Regions from separate parts of the Mus musculus genome. Here region 2 is linked to region 1. Evidence: chromatin contacts called from public Hi-C data. All regions are on one chromosome and are shown on one strand. The core of a region is the stretch at or near the end of the contact, and the rest is flanking DNA. Distances in the headings are between cores, read along the strand shown. Region 1 overlaps Cdk5rap2 (CDK5 regulatory subunit associated protein 2). Region 2 overlaps Cdk5rap2 (CDK5 regulatory subunit associated protein 2).

Region 1 (5,596 bases), core at 1,803-4,302:
CAGAATCTAAGCCGCAGGGTAGGGTAGGTAGTAATGCGCTTTCTTGACACTTGCTAAGGGCAGAGCTGGAAACTTAGGGTCCCATGAGGGGTCTGGACTGGGAAGATGCTGTGGAGCATTCACTTTCCTAGAGTGAAGGTCTGTAGCGTTTAGATCTTCCACAGACTCAGACACGGAGTAGATCTGTAGCTGGAGTTGCAGTCGGGTTTCCCAGCATAGCCCATCATGGTGTCTTCAGAGACACGCTGGTATGAGGAATGCAGTAATTGAGCAGAGTGCTAGAATTGCTGCAGAGACAATTCCGAGATAGCCCTTCAGTGAACTCGGTATGGCTGTCAAGGTTTAGCCTCTTAAATAGAAGCCAGTCACTAAGGATCCTTTGCCTTGACACTTTTCCTCATTCCTTCTCAAGACTTTCCCTGGTGTGATGGAAAAACCAGTGCAGGGATGTGGAAGGTGGCGTTCACTGTATGTTTGCTGTATTCTCAGCACAGGAGGAACTATACATGTGAGGAGCATGAGAGGTCACACAGGAGATGGCAGAGTCCGAATTGGAGGTTTTCTTTCACAGCCGGTTCAGACCACTTCGATATCTGTGTCCCTGTCTCATTCGAGTCAGGCTGGATGTGGAGACCAAAGGTTCCTGTCACGTTTCCCGTTCTCTGACTGCTCAGACCAGTGCCTTTCTACCCAGGCTGTACTCACTCTCTATAGAAATTGTATCGCTCCTCTCAAAGCTCTCTCTGTTCACCCCATAGAAGAGAGAGCTTGTTCCTGTACTTCACTCTGGGTTATCTGCAACTCACACATGTCAGTCTGACTTTGTGGTATAGGCTATCAGAGGGAAGCTAGAGTGGCCTTTGGAGTCAGATATTGGAGTTAATACCCTGGTTTATGGGTCATTCGACTTCAAAGGTCATATGTCTTCTATGGAAGTAGCAGCACCTACCTTAGCAGAGTTGTTTGTAAGGATTAAGTGAGCTTATTTTAAGTGTCTCGTGTTGCCCTTGGAAACATACAGCATTTGGGAAGTGACAGCAAGCATTGCAAGAGGTACCTGGTCTGTCTGTAACTTGATATTGCCATGGTTGGTATCCATGAGAGGTCTGCCCTTTTCTGAAGAGAAATCGAGGAAGAGAGGATTGGGAGGTAGGGTAGAGGGGAGATCCATGAAGGGAAGGACTGGGAGAAGAGGGAAAACTTCAGACAAAAGGGAGGAAGGGAAGGAGGGAGGGGAGGGGAGGGGAGGGGAGGGGAGGGGAGAGGAGGAGAGGGGAGGGGAGGGGAGGGGAGGGGAGAGGAGAGGAGGGATGGATGATAACAGTGTCCCAGGCTGTTAAACAAAGGGTCTGACTCCTGTCACCATGGAATCACCTCCTCTGTATAGAATGGTTTTTGCTTCAGAGATGAAGCCCAGATGCCTGGCATGGTAGCACAGGTTTATCATCCCAAGCAGGGCTGAGGAAGAAGATTGTGGGTGTATGGCTGGCTTGGGATACATAGAAGATTTTTGCCTTAAAAGCAAACAAATGAACCTTGGGGCGGAGGGGAGAGGCACAAAGCTCCCTCCATCCCCCACCTCTAATTTCCCCTCTGGCTGATACTGGACTGTGTTTGCCTTCACCGCTACCACACTGTCCCTCATCCCCACACCCTGTAACTGTCTCCTTGGAGGTGAGCTCACCGAGGACAGACCGGACAGCTCTGCATCCACCCTTCTATCCTCGGTGTGTGCCAGGCTCCTGAGAGGAGCCGTGGTCGAAAGGAGAGAAGAAGAATGGCCTGGAGTTGGAGACACCAGGAACTTGGGTTTGAGTACGGGGATCATGTCGAGTCGTGGTGAGAAATTGTGTGCCAAAAGAGGCTTCTGAAGAGCAGCAAGCGACAGTCTGGTTAGCCATTCACAAGTCACATTCTCACTGTGGTCTTCTTGTTTGTCACCCAAGAAAGGGAAAGCTGGGTTTTTTTTTTTTTTTTTTTTTTTTTTTTGATGTCTGTTTTAAAACATGATACTCCCTCACTGCATGAGCTCACAGTTCTTAGGTTTGCCAGAGAGCTGGAAACAGTGCTTTCATGCTGTGCATCCCAAGCTCCTGCCATAGCTGACAGATGGTCTCCTGCCACCTATGTGGAGGCAGTTTCCACCAAGAAACTCAGTTTATCAGTGGTTACGATCCCCTCATGAATCCCCAAATGACGGCCATTTGTCACTTCACTTTAAAAGGACCCTATTGTGATAGAGGAATGGATGGATGTAATACAAGCTACTCAAAAGATCTTTTATTTAACAGTGAGAGAGCTCACTCTGTTGGTGGCACTGAGACACTTGCTTCTGTGGGCATGAGTCCAGATCTTTGATGGTTTTAAGATGTACTCATGATTGGGAGGCTCAGGATGCTTACAGCTATCCCAGACCAAAGACATCTGCTATGTGCCTGAAGGAAATGACTCTCAGTGTACAGTGATCCCCATGGAGCAGGCTGCCATCTTGTGTTTGCTTGGCGGTACTTATGTAGCTTCTAGCTGGTGGCAAGGCTTGGCTGGTGGCCTGTCTTGAGGTCTGAGGTTGGAGGCTTTTCATCAGCTGAAGGCTGGTGAGCAGCCCCAGTGCCAACTAGGCTGTTCCTTCAGAAGATAGGTGCCTGACCCATTAGGGACCATCCTTCACTCTGGGGCTTTGAGATCTGGCTTAGTCACTATGACTTCCTCCTTTTGACGAGTTGTACAGAAGTCACACATAGACACGCACTAGAGACGTGAGAGCATCTACCAGGCTGGTCGACAGCCAACCTCTGGAAGCCACAGAGTCTCCCTAGTATGGGAAAGATATGACCAAGAAAATCCAGGCATAGAGTGTTGACTGTACCTGCCATGACCCTGCTCGCTTCTGAGCTGTAGCCTGCAGTAAGGTGAGAATAGAGCGCAGAGCCTCGGGCTTGCCCTTCCTGCTGTAAAGTGGAAGCAAGTGTTGGTACTGTAGGATTATAGTGAACCCAAGGCGGAGAGTCCATTCTAAAGTCATTGTGCTCAGGGCTGCTGCCTCCACACTGGGTCCATGCGTCTTTTTTTCTGAGGGTAACAGTGCTGTACAGTAGCAGGTATGTGGTGACCTGCCGGGGTAGAGATGGAGCCTGCCTGCCACGCAGGCCCCCCTGTGAGAACTGTAAGCTGAATCCCGATGAGAAACAAACCCACTCGCTCTGGTGTTCTTTTTCCTTACCGGGGATGTTTTGGGACTTTTCCTTTGGGAGTTTAGAGCACTGTGGGGACAGTCTAATTATAGTCTCCTTTTTCAAGGCAACGAAAGAAGGGCTTTTTTATCTTCTTCTTTAGCCATGCATCAGTTTCTTCAAAGAGCTCATCCTGGTCTGCAATTTCCAGAGTTTTGAAGTATTTTTAAAATAAAGTTGTTAGTTGCTTTGAAATCTGGGCCTGTGCATCCTTTCAAACGATGACACGCAAGAACAGAGCACAGCGTCTTTCTCCCAACAGCATCCTGTGCTTTATTTTTGTTTTCTTTTGTTGTTTCTGTTAGTCATTTCCCCTGCTGTCGACAGTGGCCTTTTCAACTGCACTCAACTGCACTTTTCAATACTGCTTTCCCCACTAATCCCAGTTCTGAGCGTCTTTCCTAGGGAAATAATTTAAATGCAGATAAAGCCGTGTGCACAGATATATTTGTGTCATTTATTTACTAAAATGAAAATTTGGAGATGACCTAAATACCCACTAGGGAACTGCAAGATACAGTCCACGTGTTCCTGCCATAGAATGTTAGCATGATCTTCACAATGGAGGTCTCTAAAGCAAACTTAGTAGGAGAAATGCATATACTAAAATGGGTTGTGCAAAAATGAAGTCAGCATCATCTCTGCCCACATGCCTGGAGGAGAGAACAGAAGGCAGTTCAAGAGCGTGCCAGCTCGGGGGAGGGGCGGGAAGAGGAGGCTTTATAATTCTATTGCTCACTCCCCATGGTGAGCATATATTTTTCTAGTGCCACAGGATATTTGTGTTATGTTCTATGGTACTAGGGATGGAACCCAGAACTTCACCTGTGCTGTACCGTACCACTAACCTGTGCACCACTACAGTCGCTCTCTAGCCCTCCTATAAAAATTTTGTATCTGTGTATGTACCTGCTCATGTGTGTATACATGTGTTTGTGCAGGTGCGTGTGTGTGCGCGCGCGCGCGTGTGTGTGTGTGTATGTATGTGTAAGTGTAAGGTAGGGGCTGCTGGAGTAGAGGACAGAGGTTGATGTTACATGTCTTCCCTATCTTCCGTATCATTCAACTTGGAGATGACTGGTTTTTCTAGACTGCCTGTCCAAGAAGACGGCCTGGGGATCTTCTGTCTCCCTCTCTCCAGGGCTGGAATTCTAGACATAAGCTGCTGCATATATATATATATATGTATATATATATATATATGTATATATATATACATATATATATATATGCACACACACACACACATATACATACAAATATATATTAGTAGGTGCTAGGGAGCAAACTCTGGTCCTAACGCTTGTATGGCACTTTACTGACTAAGCTGTTTCCTTAGATCTAGTAGCATATCTTGTGCTTTTTATTATTATTATTATTATTATTATTATGAAACAGTCTTACTAAGTTGCTTGAACCAACTTGAATTTAGGACCCTCCTGCCTTGGTCTCCTAAATAGCTAGGATGACAGGCCTTTGCAGCTAGGCCCTGCTGTTACCGTGTTTAGAGAGTGGAAGGAGCAGCATTCAGAGAGACCGTTGTGGCCGCTTCCTAAGTTGAGTCCAGTTATCTGGACCCAGTTCCTGAGGAGCTAGTATGAGTAAACTCAGCTGAAACTGACAGGTCCATGGCTCTGCAAATACCTGGACAAGGAAGTGCCAGCAAACCGTTTTGAAAACTGTTTTCATCCTCTGATGTTCTCTCTGCTTCCAGGAAAATCAGCCAGAGTGGAACCACATCCCCAGAATGAACTGCTCAAGGGGTGAGTGTGTAGCAGCTGCTAAGAAAACCCCAGGACTGTCCACCCTCGGATTTCCTGCAAGTCCTTTTAACTTAAAGCTCCCTTTCTTTCTGTAACGTTGCTGCTTCTTGTAAACAAGGCACCAATACCCACAGGACCAACCGTGGCCACACACCAAACAAGCAGCATGCACCACTGTAGATCCTGCAGCTTCACCTCAGGCTCAGGTGACTTGTGTGTGGTATTTCTGTCAGTGACTGCAAGCAGATCTTCCTGTAGGTGACTGATGGTTCCACTGTCCTAAGCCTGGCACTTACACATGTCAGCTGATTTGTTTTATTTCCCTTTCCTTCAACCTCCTACCTTCTTCCTCCCCCATGGCTCCTTATTCTCCTGACTACGGCTCTGCATAGCTCGGTACTCTGCCACCGAGCAGTAGGAAAGCCATTCCTTGGAGCAGAAATGACCACACATCTCGCCAACACCATGTTTCTCTCTGTTTCAAGATCAGCTGTTCTTGCCCTGTCACTTGACATAGTTACATGAGGCACTTAACTGTGGTTTGCACTACTTTCCCATTTGGCTCACCCCTCTTCAAAGACAGCTATATCTAGCACCAACTGG
Region 2 (5,873 bases), core at 1,593-4,092, 52 kb before region 1:
GTTTCCCTACCCGCCTTGGTGGTATTTTGTTTATCTTTTAAGCCCTGAGTATCCCTGTAGACACCTGTCTAGGGTAACTTTCCCTGATCCTACAGCACTCTACTGGCCCCTCTTTTGTAGCATACTCCTCCTGTAGTTGCTCTTGTTGGCCCCATCCTTCTGCTTCTCCTCCCCTGGGCCAGGTGCAGCACCACTGGCAGGCACTTCCGGAGTAGAAACTGGAGCTTATCTCTGAATCCAGAGCTCAGCCCTATATTTGGCTCTGGAAATGTGCATTGAGTGATGATATGAATATTGCAGTATGGGCAGCCTGTGTGCAAAAGAAAAGATGTCAACTATAGGTCAGGTTCTTTAAACCTTTTTAAAATTAGGCAAATTAGTCCCTTGATGAATGGTTGATTGTGACTTGTGGTTTTGTGAAAGGAGTTTCTCACAATAATGAACAAACTGGAGAGCATGGATATCCATCAAGACAGATGTAGACCTTAGGCTGGCAAAGAGCTGGAGGCTGCCCTTGTGCTCTTGTGCCATACCATCCTGCAGTTCTCCAACTGTAGAGGGGACAGTTACAGGTTCATGGAGAGGCAGTGGTGGTTGTAGTGGATGGGTAGGCTGGGATTTGTTTTCCAGTAGGGCACAGAAATGTTTTGGCAGACAGTACCTTCATGGTGCTACAGTGACAGACCCGATCCTGGGCATGGCTCGATGAGCAGTCCAAGAACTAAGTCTTAGCCAATTTTTTTTTTTTTTTTTTTGATTTGGACCAAAGTTCATGGAACTGTTGAGGTGCACAGGACCTGTAAAAAGGTAGCATGTTTTGAAACTAAACAGTTTAGGTCAGGTAATGTCCTGGCTAATTTTATATTAACATGATACAGGCTCGAGTCATTTGAAAGGAAGGAACCTGAATTGAGAAAATGCCTCCGTAAGATCGAGCTGTAGGATATTTTCTTAAAATTATTGATGGAGGAGGTCCCAGCCAGTTCTGGGTGGTACTATCCCTGGGTTGCTGGTCCTAGATTCTATAAAAAAGCAGGCTGAGCAGCCTTGGGAGCGAGCCAGTAAGAAGCACCCCTCCATGGCCTCTCCATTACCTCCTGCATCCAGGTCCCTGCCCTATTTCAATAAGGAACTACAAGTGTAATCCACAAGGAAGTGTAAGCCAATTAAACCCTTTCCTCCCCAACTTGCTTTTTTGGTCATGGTGCTTCATTGCAACAGTAGAAATCCAAACAAGATAGTTTAGAGAAGAGATCTTCACTGATTTACATCATGTGCTTATTAAACTTTGCTTTTGGAATAGCATCGTAGTCCTGTGTAGTTCATTGATCAGGATGTTTATGATCTTATGAAAATTGAATATTTTAATATTTGATTAATTAATTTATTTTGTGCTGAGTAATATCTGTCCCTCGTATAACCATGGGTACCAGGACATTGTATGGACATGTGGCAGTATCCACATCTTGGCAATTTTTAAAATATTGTGCACAATGCTGAAATATTTGGCAAAGGACATAATTCTGTTGTGCAGGACTAATTGCAAATTGCGGATAAGGAATTGTAAATTACACTTGAGAGTTATACGTTTTTGGGTGTCAATTTAAGAACTCCTGGCTGTTATAGCCTTACTGTCTCTTCTCTATTCCCTTAAGAAAAGTTTGCTTTTCAAATGGTTGTTCTTTCCTTGTAGAAAATGTGGATTTCTTCTGCTATGCCCTTGGCCATTTCATGTTGATTTAGGATTTATCCTCTGCCCATTTTTACAAAGAGCTCAGGGCTATGGTAGTGTTTCTGTTCCTGCTAAGCATGTGTGATCCCGAGAATTAATGCTTAGGTGATCAGGGAACTGAAGAAGAGGGTGTGAAGTTCTCTGGCTATATGTGACTTGCCACAGGCGTGATTTCTAACTTTGTTGTTGACCTGGTTGGGATATGCGGCTGCATTTTGTGAGTATTAAAATAGATGTCTTTGTTGCAGGGTTGTGACACAGCTGCTGAAATGGGCCCCATCCATCTACCGGGTCACCAAATTGCCCTGATTAGCAGGAAATGATGCATTAAGCCTTCTCTTTACTGGTCTGCTGTCTCTTCAGATTGCGGTCTGCACTGGACATGTGTTTTCTTGAAGTCATTCTGAAACCCATGGCAGAAAGTGCCCCTCCCCTTGTTGGGTTCATGATGTCAGTCATGCTACTTTAGATCTCTGGCCTTTGTCAAGTCACCAGATCTCTCTAAAATGTGCCTTCCTAGTCTTTGAGGCAGATTCTAATCTGTCCTTCTCAGAGGATTAGAGATAATAAAGACATGCTTGTAAGTTTGCTCTGGGTTGAATGCTCCGGAATATAGCGTAGAATAGTTTGAGTTCAGCAGCTATGAAGAGTGACTTGGATTGGGAACAAACTGAAGGTTCTCATAGGTACCATGTGGACGGCTGTGGGAAACCTGAGGGACTGCCATTGACTTGAGGACAAAAGACTTGGACTTAGTGTAGACACCGCCATTCCTAAATGGGTGTGAGATGTCTCTGTCTAAATCTTAGAATGCTCAAGAGACAGTTGTGCTGGTTTAATAAGGGCTCAGGGCCTTGCTCACAGAGGAGCAGTGTCTGCCTGTGGACTGCTGTTATGTTTCTAGCACATTCTGATAGTGGTGAGTGGGTGATCTGTGCACTGTGGAGGATGCACTGCAGAGCCACACATGAAGGTGTGTGCCAGGCGCAGTGCCAAGTGTCTGTGCTGAGAGACCTCCTGTTGAGCTGTTCCGTGATTGGAGATGCTGTTGGGGAGGGTGCCTCACTGCCCACCATCCCCAGGCAGCCTAGCTCTCTTCTGTGCCAAGGAAATCTACTGGCTGTCAGCTCTGCTGAGGGAGCCAAATGACTTCATTCTAATGGGGCATGAGCCAGCGCAGGGGAATAGGTGATTGATGAAATGGGACGCAAATGGCTCCGAAGAGTTCATTTATTTAACATGGGTGAGCAATTTGCTTCTAGGAAGACGTTGACTCACTCTGACTTCCATTATGCAAAATATCCACAGGAATCTCTGCTCTTAAGATTCATATCAGTCCCTGTGTTCCCCTCTTACCTATTTAATCATCAGTTCAGCGAGTGTTTATGGCAGGATTTGATTTGTGCCAGACACCAGGCCTGGTTTAGGATAACTGCTATATGCATTGCTCAGACTGAACAGGTGGTTGGCACGAAAGCTCTGGGTGAAAGTGAATGGGTGCTTCAGGACCAGAGGAGGGCATCTTTCTTGGCTAGAGAAGACTCCTTTTGAGATTGAGCTAGAGAAGAGCCTATGAAGTGCACTGGAGTGTCACTGGAGAGTGATAAGCAGTGTCTCTCCATCTCTGGGGTCTCTGAGGGACTTTGAGACATGGGGAGGATTGTCTGAGATCCCAGAGATGGAAGGCAGAGAAAAAGAATGAAGACAGAAGCTAAGGAGTGTGGTGGGCTGCCAGGAAAAAGAGGAGGGGAGAGCTGGCTTGCAAATTGGGGCCTTGACATGCCAGTCCTTGTGGCTTAGAGCCTGTACTACTGAAATTCTCTACACTAGAATTCCATTTTTTGCTCTATTTTTTAACCCTTGGTTAACTTTAACATCACATACAAGTCCATATCCTAACTGCTGATTATCAGTGAAGTGGACTGGCTCACTTACAACTGAGCAGGTGGATATAGAACTCCGTATATTACAACTGAGCAGGTGGATATAGAACTCCGTATATTATAACTGAGCAGGGGGATATAGAACTCCATATATTATAACTGAGCAGGTGGATATAGAACTCCATATATTACAACTGTCCAGGGTTTTTATCAAGTGTGCAGCACAGCTCCAGAGCATGGTACATAGGGCGACACCCAGTGTCCACCCCATGCCAGGCACCACGCATTGATTAATTCACTTACGTCTTTTAACCTCCTGAGACAGGTATGGATGTGCTGAGGAGCCCATGTCCTACCTCATGATTCTGACGTTGATCACCTTCCCTGTGTCTTCATTTCTAGAATTGGAGGAAGGGTGTCATCTCTACACACAGTTGTATTTAGAGTCAATGGGAGACTACTTATAGAGTATTTATCATAACCAGCCTATGAAGTCGGCATAGCTAGTAATGGGAAAGGCAGAAATGGTGTACTGTGAGACAAGATACCCTGACTACATCAAAGACTTGGTGGCTTTCCTTGTCTTGATGTCCTTTCCAGTGCTTGTGTGCAGGCAAGCTCTGAGAGAACCCCATGGGGCCCTGTTGAATGCAGAAGCATTTAGGAATACTGGGGCCAGTGGCCTGCAGTGAGATTTCCAGTTGGATATCTACCTGGTGATTAGCATCCTTGCTGGACTTGGAAGAGCAGCACTGTTCTCTTTGGTCCTAGGGTGCTTAGCCTTTTGCCCACTGTGTTTCTTTGGCAGCCCAGTGTAAGCCAAAAGACCCATATCCTGGAAAATAAAAGGGTTAAAGGCACAGACGTTACACGTGCATTGGCTTAGGAAGTGAACCAATGTATTGAAACTCAGTTATCAAAGTATAAAAAATTTTCTAGATAAATGATATCTTTAATTGATATATACAAATAATAAAATTTAACAGTGAGGATAGTGACAGCAGCTTTGAAGTAGTAAGAAGAATAAGTGTTCTGAAATCTCTTTGGCACTTACAAATAGCCGATTTTAGCTGGCCGTGTATAGATCTAGCCTTAGTGCTCATGTGGCAACTGCAATAGAAAGATGGTAGTTTCGGTTGGAGGTTAGCGAACAGAAGGTGCAGCTGTGCTCTCTGGGCATATTTGTGTGTGCACCCTCTATGTGTTAGTGAGGTTGAGAAGACTGTGAGCAGCAGCCTTCACTTTTCCAGGGACGGGATATTTCCCTAGCATTCATGGAGCTACCATAGCAGGAATGAGCATAGACTCCTCAGTGCCACCTAAGTCTCGGGCTGAGTCACAGTTCATCGGCTGCCTCAGCAATGCTTTGCACAGAGGTCTGATTTGGAATCCCATCTTGAGATTTTCAGGCTTGATTCTTTAGTCCCATGACCCTGGCCATTTGAACTGTGCAGAACGGTTACCATGCTCTTCATGCGGGCCTGCTTGCTGTGTGTTTGGTAATGTGGTTTGGTTGGTGCATCTTTTGTGGAAGTATCATAGTGGCGATGCTTTGTTCATAAGTCTCTCTTGTTTTATGCTACAAAGTCCATGTGTCTAGTTACTAGCTATGCTGGCTTTGATATATTCACAAAGACTGTTTTCAGGTTCTTGACTATCCAGTTGCTCTTTTTTTTTTCTGTGTACTAGAGAAGAGTTTAGGGGCGGTGTCTGTAAATTGCCTAATATTCAGAGACTCACCCTCCAGGTTTAGCACCCTTTCATGTCTGTTGCCTGAATTGTTTATTACCATGATGGTTGCCAAATGGATAGGCTTTCTGACCCCATCATTCTTCCCATAAGTATTAATAAACCATTTTACTATAAAACAAAGCCTTTTTCTCATGTATTTGTTTGTATCAGTTTTGGACTTTGTAATATAATTATTTTGATGTTAAATTGTCTCATGTTTGTCTAGTAAGAGCTTTAAAATGACTTCTGTAACTTCTGGGCAAGTTTTCATCATTATTTAGACATCACCTGTCTGTCTGTCTGTCTGTCTGTCTGTCTGTCTGCCTGCCAGCTTTGTCGGATTATAATTGACAAACATCAGGATGTGGTAGCTGGGATGTAATTTACTGCCACATGGAGTTTTTGACTAGCATGCCCAATTCTCTGGGTTCAGTCTTTAGTACCAATAACACACAGAGACACACATGTACACATACCACAGTGTCACACATACAGACACACACTTAAAGTTATACAGTTAGCTATTG

The links. A called contact is a pair of places that touch in the nucleus more often than the background predicts.
Region 2: a Hi-C map of cerebral cortex shows a contact between it and region 1, with 2.9 times the contacts expected there. The contact joins two enhancer-like sites. A contact is called at or near these places in 1 of 39 promoter capture datasets (liver), 2 of 15 datasets of contacts at CTCF or cohesin (liver and pro-B cells), 46 of 484 Hi-C or Micro-C datasets (the AML12 cell line, B cells, ECoMG-derived neutrophils and 30 more), 6 of 115 datasets of contacts at active chromatin or transcription factors (CD8 T cells, astrocytes, embryonic stem cells and 2 more) and 4 of 9 other capture datasets (adipose tissue, embryonic stem cells, liver and 1 more).

Annotation. Positions count from the first base shown.
Region 1 is chr4:70,256,732-70,262,327 of GRCm38.p6, reverse strand. Cdk5rap2 (CDK5 regulatory subunit associated protein 2) reads left to right here. Exons shown (of 37, transcript NM_145990.4): 26 at 4,945-4,993. Among named protein-coding and RNA genes, the nearest start is that of Cdk5rap2, 150 kb to the left of the region's middle. Within about 2 kb of position 3,052, at least 41 of the 459 cell types and tissues checked have an H3K27ac peak or open chromatin away from gene starts, as enhancers often do. A contact at or near this core is called in brain, cerebellum, cerebral cortex and 3 more, where this site is marked.
Region 2 is chr4:70,308,655-70,314,527 of GRCm38.p6, reverse strand. The region is part of intron 14 of Cdk5rap2 (CDK5 regulatory subunit associated protein 2); the gene reads left to right. Among named protein-coding and RNA genes, the nearest start is that of Cdk5rap2, 99 kb to the left of the region's middle. Within about 2 kb of position 2,842, at least 59 of the 459 cell types and tissues checked have an H3K27ac peak or open chromatin away from gene starts, as enhancers often do. A contact at or near this core is called in brain, cerebellum, cerebral cortex and 3 more, where this site is marked.